3 separate regions of the Anas platyrhynchos genome follow, and all the other regions are linked to region 2. The links are chromatin contacts, called in public Hi-C maps. All regions are on one chromosome and are shown on one strand. The core of a region is the stretch at or near the end of the contact, and the rest is flanking DNA. Distances in the headings are between cores, read along the strand shown.

Region 1 (3,594 bases), core at 389-2,888, 98 kb after region 2:
TTTTTAAGGTCTGATCAGATGAAATGTTGAGTTCTGTACATGTTGCACTGGGACAGAAAAGCACTGTCTTTCAGCTTTGAAAAATATGCATTTTTTAAATTAAACAAAAAGGCAGCATTGTAACAAAAGAAGCCAAGCTACAAAGGGGTTCGAGATTGGGTAGTTTTACCAGTTAAGTGAATTCTGAATGTGGCTAAAGAGTTTAAAACCCCGTGTGTCTGTGTTGTGTATGCCAGGTGGTATAGTAGTAGGCAATTGACTTAGCTGTAAGTGTGTTTTAAAAGTGTAAAAAATAAACAGAAAAACTCACTTGCACGGATTGAAAAGTACAGAAATGACACTTGTGAACGTAACACTGTAGTTTATAGATCTTAAGCTGCTAATTGTTGAGAGAGATTTACATTTGTCTTGTATGTTTGTTGCAGATTTATCTGCAACACTTTTACTGTATATAAAAAAATTTAAATAAAGACCTCAGCTATTAACACTGGCCTAATTTGCATGTTTCCATGGGTGCTAAAGGAGGGGATCAAGAAAAAAGAGGGAGGGTGTAAAAAGTGTGCTGAGCTCTGAGAGCTTCAAATTTGAGCAAGGTCTCCATAAATCCGGTTATCAAACTTCATCCCATGTGCAGCCATACACCACCTGGCCCTGGTGAGAATAAATTGGCTGTTTGGTGTGGAGGAGAAGGAGGAACATCACTGCATTATTTTCATCCCTTTTGTTCCGGTCCCCTGATACTCCCACAGCCTGGGGCAGCCCCTGGACGGGGGTCACTGCTGTTCCCACAGGTATCTGACCAGTCTGTACCATGTGCATGTCACAGGGTTTGTTTGCTCTCCTGACCTGCAGTGCTGTAAGCCTCAGCTGGACGGTGGGCACAATTCGATGAAATGACTTGCCCGAGAGCTGTCTTTGAAGAAGGAGCTGGTCCTGTCTGTAACGCAGATTGCCCCAGCGGAGATGGCCCTGCTGCTGGCTCTCACATCTTCGGCCTTCTTCCTTACTGGGCTTGCAGGATCAGCTCAGTGCTGGGCTGCACATGCAAAGGAGGGTGCATTTCTAGCCACCTGCATTTCTCACGTGGAGCTTGTCATGGAGCAGGTCCTGGCCCCAGCTCAGCTTTGAAGAGGAAAAATTCAGCTGGTAGGACTGCAGTCACTAACCAGCAACCCATTCCCTCTTGTGCTGAGTAAAGGTCAGAGAGCGTTATGGTGTTGGTTGGACCACCACTGTGAGTATAAATATTTTGTCTACCAAGTTTTGCAGACTTTTTCAATTCTTTAGTATTTGTACGAGCTGGGAGTGGGCAGATTTCTCACTGATACAGAGGAAACACTCATTCCTCTTGGTTTTGGTGAGCTGGCCTTGAGAGCAAAGAACCAAGAAGGGAATGGCAAAAACTTTAAGGGAAGGAGATTTTTACGTTTTCACAGAAAGACACAAATGCTGCAAAAGATACAAAAAGATGAAAACGCAAAAACAACTGTTTTCAAGGCAAATTCCAGCAGGTTATGGATGAAGCAAGTGCATGGGCCTGCTTTTGCTAGAACTGACTCAGGATAGGACGTGGGTGTTGCTTGTGAGGTTTAATGTGTCTGCATTCTTTTGAGGGTCACCTGATAGGGGCTGGTTGGGCTGACTGTGGTTGCTGCATGTGGCTCAGGATCAACAAGAGGGCATAAAGACCAAGGGTGGCCTTCTACATCCAAGCCAACAGTTTTAATCCCACCATTTAGAGGATTAGGAGTCATTACTCAGCTTTTGGTTGGTATGTGGGAAGTGGTTTGATAGCTCCACCCAGGTCCCTGGAGACAAACAAGGCTGTAGCAAGGGTACAGCTATGCTGGGTTGCACCATGGAGGTGGAGGAACAGCTGACTTGTCTCACTGGAGTATACACTCCTTCAGGTCAAATGGAAACATGATGTGTTGATTGCCGAAATTTGGGCAAACAAACAGTGCTCTACGACAAGACGTGTCTTCAAGTTGTTCCTTAACAAGCAGAAAGTCCACTTTCTCCTTTAAAGAGTTGGTTAGTGGTTTGTTGGCTTCCATTGAAATCTCCCACACTGACTTCAGAGGTCACCAGAAACGTAAGGAAGTGGGTTCTCTGCTGCCTGAGCTAGTATGCAGTGGAACACCCCTGGTCAAACCAGCTTTCTTGAGGTGTTACGTCCTTAACAAGATTCCCTTTGACCTTAGGAATAAGAGTCCACGTGCTCTGCCTTTCACACCTTGTACCAGGCCTGTGCCAAAGGGGCAAAACAGGTTATGCTGAAGCAGAATAGGAGACGCTGCCTGAGGAGCAAAGCAAGAAGAGGACGGAAAGCTCTGGTGGTTTTCAGCCTCCCTCCCCATCGCAGGTTTCCCTGTAGAGTTACCTGCGTGCAGCTGATGTTCAACTTGCTTTGCTACACACACTAAAGCACTTAACCCTTAAAGGGTTAAATATCAGTATCTGCAGTGACAACTTCAAGGACATCCCTGTCTCCAACTTCATTGTTTAGGGAATTCTGATGCCTAACGCTACCCCTGATGAGGGAGTAGGAGCTCAGTGAAGCAGCTGAGTGCGATGCAGACACCGCAGTGGCTCTCCACATGCTCGCTCAGCACCCCATTGCCAGCAGGTTCGGGCACTGCTGCCGCGCCTGCACCTCCCCTGCGCGTTTCTCCAGCTCCTGGATGTGAATGCAAGCTCCGGGTCAGCACAGCTCCCCTCCAGGCTTGCATTTAAGTGCCATAGCAGCCAGCTGAGCGGGCTGTGGGTGAGATCGGAGGGAGCGAGAGCTCTCTGTTTGCTCAGGGAGGGGGCCGGGCAGCAGGAAGCACGGTCATCCGCCCTCGGGCACACCCTGAGAGCTGAGTGGGCATTTTGGAAACGGACATCCTGCTGCCTGGGGGATCACGAGGCACGGCGGGGCTCATAGGAGGGCACGGCTCGCCATGGAAACGTCTTCAAGGGAACAGCAGCCCCGGGTGCTGCTGGCCGGAGGGGCGGCGCGGTGCGGGGTGCGATGCAGGTGCTCCTGCAGGCCTCCCAGGGGCTGCCGTTACGTTGCTTCCCAGAACGTGCTCTTGACGGACCTTTTTGCTTCTCGCGAATAAGCAGGCAGCGGGCAGGCGGTGACGGGGCCCGGGCGCAGCGCCCCGTGCAGGGACACCGCGGCCGTGCCCCCGGGACGGGCCCGACCCCCGCCCTCTCCCCGGTGCACGGGTGCCCGAGCAGGGGGCGGGTTACGGGGTTACGGACCGCTCTCAGCTCCAGCGCTCCACAAAAGATTTGGCTGCCGCGCCTCGAATTCACGTGAACCCGAGGAACTCCCGGCCGAGAAGCCCCCTCGGGGCCCTCCCGCAGGGCCCCCGCCGCCTCCCCCCAGCCGAGGCCGCCGCGGGTGCCCCGAGCAGCGCCCGGCCCGGCCCGGCCCGCGCCGGTCTCTGGCGCCCCCTGGCGGCGGCGGCGGGGAAGCCGCGGGGCCCGGCCCGGACACGGCGCCGCCTCCCGCCGCTGCCGCGCCCCGGGTGCCCGCGGAGGGACGGAGGCGGCGGGAGGCGGCCCGGCCCCGGCCCGGCACTGAGCGGGCACAGACGCACC
Region 2 (3,847 bases), core at 514-3,013:
GCAGCACCTCCCTGATGGACAGAACAGAGAGAACCCAAAGGGAAGCTTTATCCACAGTGTTCCTGTGAATCACCTTTGCCCGGCTACCTTAGCTTGGACAGTCCAGTTATCTTGTAAGTATTTGAAAAGTTGGTCCACGTCCCCCTCCTTCCCTCCTGTGTGAGCTCACACAGATGCTGCTTGCACAGCACAGTCCAGCACAGCACCGTACCTCACTGCACCACGCTTCACCGCATGGCACTGCAGGGCATGGCACCTCGCCGCACTGTGCCTCACTGCACTGCAGGACACGGCACCATCCTGCACTGCATTGCATGGTACCACACGCCATGGCTCTACACCGCAGCAGGGGCTGGCACAGAGCACCTTTGGGCCACTGGGCCTGGGTAGTACTGCCCCTTGGCGCAACCACCTAACAGACCTCCCAGACAGAGGACAGACCACCACTGTTACAGCAATGCAGGCAGGCTTGCCCTCTTCAAATTGGGCTTAAAACCTGCTCAAAGGTCTGCACTTCTCCTTACTGCATTCAGCAATGTGGCAAAGCAGGTGGCAACCACAGCCTCCACATCCACAGCCTGCCCTGTTTCAGGCTAACTGCAGGGTGCAGCACACACCAGTATGCACATCTGCACCCCTGGATTGATTCCTGGGTGCATTCTGGACTGGGAGGATGGGAGTTTTGGGTGCACATCCACTTGCTGTGTGGCCATTACCAGCTCATTTTGAACCGCTGGGTTTGAAATACTGAATTACCTTAGGTTTGGTTTATAGGTATTTGTGGAGTGGACATAGAATTTGTTCTGCCAAGCACCGGTGGGCTTGCAGGTCAGGCCAGCGCCACAGCTTTTGTACGCAGCTCCAAGGCTTGGCTTTGCCATGTGCACCATGACGCCTGAGGACCCCGCGCTCTCCTGGAGCACAGGTGCTGGGAGCTCCCCTGCCAGCGGCTGCTGCACAAGGTGCCACGAGCCAGCCGGCCAGCGGCCGCAGCATGAAACCCCCCATGGCTGGGGCAGGGGGGCGGGGGAGCTGCTGGGCTGCAGGGCCCAGCGGGGCGGTGGGAGCTGTGTCCGGGCTGCCCTCGGCACCTGAGGCCCGACTGTGAGGGGAGGGAACGGCCGGCGGGCACTGCCCAGGGCTGCTGGAGGGGCTCCTGTGCCAGCCCAACTGCAGCGGGCTGCCAGGAGCGGCAGGTGGCACTGCTGGCTTAAAAACCAGAAGAATGCACCCCATCAGTTTGTTATGCTCACACGCCTCTTGCAGCAGCTATGCCTCACCAAGGGGAAACAAAAATGTCCAGAGTTTTATCCTGGTTCTCTGAACACTGCTGGGAAGCACCAGCAATCTCTTCAAGAAATAAGAGCAAATGTACAGGCATACACTGCGAGGTGTAGTTCAGATCAGCAGAAGGGATTAGATGTGTTCCCTCAGGGGAGCCATGATGCTGAACATTGTGCTGGACTGGGCCCCTGTCCTCTGAGCTTCAAACTCCCTATGCCTGGAAATTTGGGAAGCCCTCTCCCCCTGCCTTGACTGGTGTAATGCGATTCAGTTGGGAGTGGACCCACCGACATGGGAAGTGCTCTATCAGCTCTTAGTATTCTACGCAGATTTTGCAGAGTTTGGATTTGGCTGGGTGAAAGGCCTTTAAAAAATTAGGAAATCCTGAATCAGAGTGAGAAGGGCATGAGATTTCCTGCAGTGCTGTAGGCAAAAACAGGGCTGGTCGGCAGGGTGCCAGATGACCAGGGAGGCAAACAGCAAGTTTGCAGATGACACAAAACTGGCGGAAGTGGCTGGTACACCACAGGGCTGTGCTGCCATCCAGACAGCCTGGAAAAATGAGCAGACAGGCACCTCAACAAGGAGAACTGCAAAGTCCTGCGCCTGGGGAAGAACAGCCCCATTCACTAGTAAATGATGGGGGCTGAACAGCTGGAAAGCAGCTCTGCAGAAAAGGACCTGGGGATCCTGGCAGACACCAAGCTGAACCTGGGGCAGCAGCGTGTCCTTGCCGCAAAGAAGGCTCGTGTCATCCTGGGCTGCAGCAGGCAAAGTATCGGCAGCAGGTCGAGGGATGTGAGCCTGCCCCTCTGCTCAGCACTGGTGAGGCCACAGCAGGAGTGTTGGGTCCAGTTCTGGGCTCCCCAGGACAAGAGAGACGTGGACATGCTGGAGAGAGTCTGTCAAGGGGCCCCAAAGGTGGTGAGCCACAAGTATTATTAGTCTTTGTGAAAAACTCAAACTTCCCTTCAGCTCAAAATCACATTTTTTTTTAATATAGCATCTCATCTGCAGAGAAGGTTGGACATATTTATCTAGCTCAATAGCATTGATTTGAGGCTGACTTGCTTGGAAATGGCACGTGGAAAAGGCTTATTTTTTAATTACTATTTGCATTCATTATTTTTGCTTTATTAACTTCCTAGGGTGGATTGGAGCACTTAAAACAGACAGAGCACTTTGCAAATGAAAGTGCATTATTTTTCATCACATTATTGCATTACACCATTATCCTGAGAGTAAAGTGCACCCTTCAAGTTATAACAAGCTGTAATTTCATTGAAGGCTCCCTAGTATTTCTGCAACACTATAGCGTAGCTGCAACAATTTAGTCACAAGAGCCAGAAAATCAAATTGTAGACCCTTTAATACCCAACCGGGGATACTCTATTGCTCTAATACATCCCAGCTTGGGAATGTTTCTGCTGTACTGAAGCTGGATGGGTTGTACCTTTTGAAGACATTTCAAGCCATAGTAGTCATTCAGAGCCAACTTGGCATAGCTGTCCCTTTCTGCTCCTTAGACGTAGAGGTTGGAGCCGAGTCTGTTTGGCAATGAAGGGGTTGTTTTCTCCTGCTCTTTGGGAGGCTGTGCTCTGCTGCTTGAGCCATGAGGAACAAGAGTGAAGGAGACCTTGAGAGAATGCTTTCTGCAACTGAAGGTAGCTGCTGACTTTGAGATCTATGGAAGCAAGCCAGGAAGCAGAGTTTATTGGAAGTCTGTTTGCTTACAACACAGTGAAGGAATCTCACTGCGGTACAGTAAGTGCTGCACATTTTGCAGCACACATTTTGATTTCGTGCTGGTGTTGTAACTGGGTGCACCTCATTCTCACTGTTGCCTGCAGATGCCTTGTGAGCAGTCATGCATTTTTGATGCAATGCTCAGCCCAGCCTGAAACACAGAAGTGTTACGATACCTGGAGCTTGGTTTGAAACTCATTGTTGAAATACAAACCGCTGTCTCACTAGTACAGTAATGTGGCATGGCTCTATGCACATCAGTGCAAGAACAATTTCTGATCTTGGATTTTGTGAGCTGTTCATACACGTACCTAGGACTAAGCAAGTCCCTGATGAGGAACCACTCCTGAGGAATTTCAAAGCAAATCTCTGTTACCATTCTTGGACTTCTGGGATTTAGCCTGAAAAGATTTCCCTTAAAGCACTTTACTGCCTGCTGTTTCTTGGCTGTAAAATCCTTCTAGCATTTTGTAATTTGACAGTTTTAATAAAATTTACTCCATTGTTTTATAAGGGAATTTTCTCTCCAATAGCTGGCTTCTGAGAAAAACAGGGTTTAAATTCTACCCCTCTCAAATTTCTTCCAGCGGTGACTATTTTATCAGTGCACATTCTATTTTGTATTCCATCTTTGTTATGCTGCAGCTCACAAAATTTTCATTCTGTTGCAAAGCAACATGATTTCACTGGGCTTTTAACTGATGACTTGCAGTCTTTCTCTAATTACCCTAACTAGGACTTTGTTTATCATGTGGGTATCACACGCTTCCTAGATGTTACTCATTGCTAAACACAAGAGAGGAAATAGGATGTAAAT
Region 3 (3,485 bases), core at 819-3,318, 64 kb after region 2:
ATATTCTTACATTCTGCTAGCATTATTACTGTGTTGCCCTGTTTAGGAGTTCTGTAGAAATTTAGTGAAACTATGAATTCTGACTTAATTATAACTAATTTCTGTATCTGGACAAAATGTAGAAGTGAACATCCAATTATCTGAGGACTATTAAATATTTAATAACCCATTTTGCTGAAATGGATAAAAAGATTTGAGTAAGTATTTAGATAAAATTATTTGAAACTCCACTTGTTCCTTCTGAAGTCCTACTTGCCAAAGTCTGATTTCATAGCTCTTAACCGGCATTGAACAGTGGAATACATCAATACCTCCTATCAAGAGAGAGACTCATTGTTCAGCTTGAAGTCCTTACAAACTTGTCAGCAGCTGCAAAACGGGCACAAAACCTAGACTGAAGTGGCTCGTGAGGTGATATTTTCAGTCAGTAATAGGCTTCCTGAAATCTTTACCTTTCATGAAGGCTCAGTGCTTTAGTAACTGCGATGGAAAATGTTAGGTGACATGCCCCATTTTAAACCTGCACCACAAACTCTAGTATTATGATGTTGTGTTATTTTACACTAAAAATACCTTTTATTTTTCCAACAAATACTGTTTTGAAGAAGGGGAATACCTACACTGTAGTTCTTATGCAAGCAGTAATTGTAGCTTTGTAGAACATAAGGTAGAAAGGTTTCCTTTACTGAGAGACAATATCTATATGTGGGTTCAAAGTTTGGCTCAGCATGGGAAATTAGGTCCCTTTCCTTCCTATTTTTCCTTCCTCTACCCTGTTTTATCCGGCTGGTAACTCCAATGCATCTCTACCCCTTTGTACAAGGAAAACTGTACTCAGAAAACCAGAACCTGCAAATAAGCAAAGATGCAACCCCAGCAGTCCTAGCCGCTGTAGAGGCTGTAAGATAGGAAAACTTCACTGTTCATCACTGTGTCACACAGCACTTCATAAACTAAGTTGGAACATTTTTAAGAGCTGAGCCATGTGTCTATTGTAGCTTCCTGCCAAGCTAAGGATCCCTGACTTACAAAAAGCCCCAAACTGAACCATTCTTCAGGAACAGAGCTAATGAAAAGAGAGCGATTACAATTTTTGATGATGGATTCAAGTGCCACACCAAGAATAAGGTTTGCAATGTTAGTAAGAGATAAAAGAGAGTTCCTCAGATCGCTATTTCTAGGGAGCCCATGTTTCGGTTAGGGAGTTAAACTGCTGGAACATCTTCCTGTCTGCTGTCTATTTAAACAGTCTTTTGGAGCTGTAGTTATGTTTAAATACACTGTAAAGCAGATGTCTTGTACTTTTATAAATGTACAGTGATTTTTGGATTTACGTAGAAGGGATTTCCTAGTTTAGTTAGAAGAAAGCCTCTTACTTTTCAAGCAGATCAGGAGAATTGTGAATTCTTCAGGACTTCAGAAAGAAAACGTTCTTTCTGAAAATAAATTCCCCTACGTTGTGTGTGCAGGCACCGTTGAAATCTGGCAATGTTTGCCAATTTTGAAGAGCTTTGTTTTTAGTCTGTGTGCTAAATCTGTGTGTTAGTTGTGGACACATACCTCTTGTCTTGAACTGACAGAAAAGCCACACTAAATAATACAGATAATTAATTTGAAAAACACAACAAAGTTTGTGGTCATTTTACTATTTTTCAATTGCAACTGGATGAAACTAATGTATGCACTATACAGTCCAGACATATTCTGGTATCGACTCATGTTATGTTTAGCTTGAATACAAATAAGTATGCACAGTGTACAACCACCAGATTTAGTCAGGCACAAAAAGGAGATGATGAAGAAATCAAGTTAATTAAGAAGAACTATCGCTCCTGCAAGTATCAGGATTTAAGAAAATGATAAATAAGCATCCATGCACAAACAGCTGGAAGTAATACTTGCTTAAAAAGTGTTGGCTGCTGAGCAAGTCCTTCTGTTTTCTTCAGGTTTTAAAAATCAATTGTGCCCTTGCTTCTCTCCTCCCTTCCTTCCTCCCATACAGGCACTGTGTGCACGCACTCCCCTTCCTTCATTCCTGTGCACTTGTGCACGCCCCCCTGCTTTCCGCACACGCCTCTGGGTTTGTCTCTGCCTGCTGGGGGTCACCAATGGTGGCCTGGCCTCTGCAGCCCTTCCCAAGCACCACGCTGCATGCTCCCATGTGCCAGGCAATTGTGTGGCTCCTCTTTCCTTGCTGGGGGGGCTGAAGCTGCATCATCCATGTGTGAACAGCTGCCCAATGCTCGCATTTAGCAGAGATTCTCCAAAGTTATGGTCTTGAAGCTGTTGGGAGTGACAGAAGCAGGTTCTTCAGCTGGCTTTTCCTAATTAAAATTCAGAATTTGTGAGCTTTATGCCTATTAAAGTGCCTCTTTTGAGACCAGTCAGGGGTGGATTTTTTTCCCTAACACAACTCAGTTCTCCCTCTTTATGATTATACTTTGAACTGTGAAACATTTCCAGATGCATACAGACAGAAGTTGTATCATAGCAGTGCTTACATACCTGGAAGTTGAATTTCTAGTAGTCTAGCCCCATCTTTAATCAAATCTGTCTTAGTCATGCAGTTTTGCAGGAGTGTGTTTGCCCCGCTCTTGTGTCTATGTATGGAACTGAAAGACTTCTAACCACAATGTTTGTGATCAGTTCGTCTGCATTGAATGCAGCAGAGATGAAATTACTTGGGCATCAGAGAAGGTGGAGTCTGAAATTTTTTCATCTGTAACTTGGTCATCTGCTGTCTCCAGAAATCCAGTGTAATGTGTGTAATTTGATGTGCTGATACCAACTCCACTTCACTGCCTTGTAATTTTTCCTCCCCTTACCTGTCATCCTTCCTGTGGAGAGCCTGACTCAGGAGGCTCAAAGCAGATCTGGATCTCATGAGCCTTGTATGTACCCAGGAAGTGTGAAGGGAGCTGATACCCCAACTCATTCTACTTTTATTGATGTTCTGTGTGCAGTGCTAGGTTGGCCTCTTAGTAGCCCTTCCTGAATCATTAAGAAGTAGGGTCAATGCAAGTATAAAGCCTGTGTCTGAACAAATACTCCAAAAATAGGATTTAGATTGATGACTAGTTTCAGTACTGGATTTCAAAAATAGAAAAATACAACTATACATTTACTTTGCCATGGTTGCTGAGGCTTCTGATTTGCAGTTGCTGAATGCAGAGCCCACTCTCTATTTCTCCAACCGTTTCTCTTTGATTTTATGTAACTCAGTATTAAATGGAGTAATCTCCTTTCTCCTGCAGATGAAGGCCGTACCAGGTTAAGCTCTGATAAGGATATGGTTTCAGCAGTAGCAAGCAGGTTTTGAGCATGTGCTTTCTTTTCCCACTTGCCTCATGCCACGTGTCAGTTGGACCTCGTATTCCAGGGTGTTTATATGCAGTGGCCTCAGAGGTGAGCAATGAAGTTTAGTAATCCAAACCATAAAGCTTTACAGACAGCAGTGACTCAAGGCTGATAGTGCAAAGATAAAT

What was found. A called contact is a pair of places that touch in the nucleus more often than the background predicts.
Region 1: a Hi-C map of subcutaneous adipose tissue shows a contact between it and region 2, with 2.5 times the contacts expected there. The contact joins two enhancer-like sites. A contact is called at or near these places in 4 of 8 Hi-C or Micro-C datasets (F5 follicle, liver, skeletal muscle and 1 more).
Region 3: a contact with region 2 is called in a Hi-C map of F5 follicle, with 1.8 times the contacts expected there. The contact joins two enhancer-like sites. A contact is called at or near these places in 2 of 8 Hi-C or Micro-C datasets (F5 follicle and skeletal muscle).

Annotation. Positions count from the first base shown.
Region 1 is chr13:511,038-514,631 of IASCAAS_PekinDuck_T2T, forward strand. TMCC1 (transmembrane and coiled-coil domain family 1) reads left to right here. Exons shown (of 10, transcript XM_072044563.1): 10 at 1-485. Among named protein-coding and RNA genes, the nearest start is that of PLXND1, 18 kb to the right of the region's middle. Within about 2 kb of position 1,639, at least 6 of the 8 cell types and tissues checked have an H3K27ac peak or open chromatin away from gene starts, as enhancers often do. A contact at or near this core is called in subcutaneous adipose tissue, where this site is marked.
Region 2 is chr13:413,003-416,849 of IASCAAS_PekinDuck_T2T, forward strand. The region is part of intron 4 of TMCC1 (transmembrane and coiled-coil domain family 1); the gene reads left to right. Among named protein-coding and RNA genes, the nearest start is that of TRH, 19 kb to the left of the region's middle. Within about 2 kb of position 1,764, at least 3 of the 8 cell types and tissues checked have an H3K27ac peak or open chromatin away from gene starts, as enhancers often do. A contact at or near this core is called in subcutaneous adipose tissue, where this site is marked.
Region 3 is chr13:476,818-480,302 of IASCAAS_PekinDuck_T2T, forward strand. The region is part of intron 7 of TMCC1 (transmembrane and coiled-coil domain family 1); the gene reads left to right. Among named protein-coding and RNA genes, the nearest start is that of PLXND1, 52 kb to the right of the region's middle. Within about 2 kb of position 2,069, at least 1 of the 8 cell types and tissues checked has an H3K27ac peak or open chromatin away from gene starts, as enhancers often do.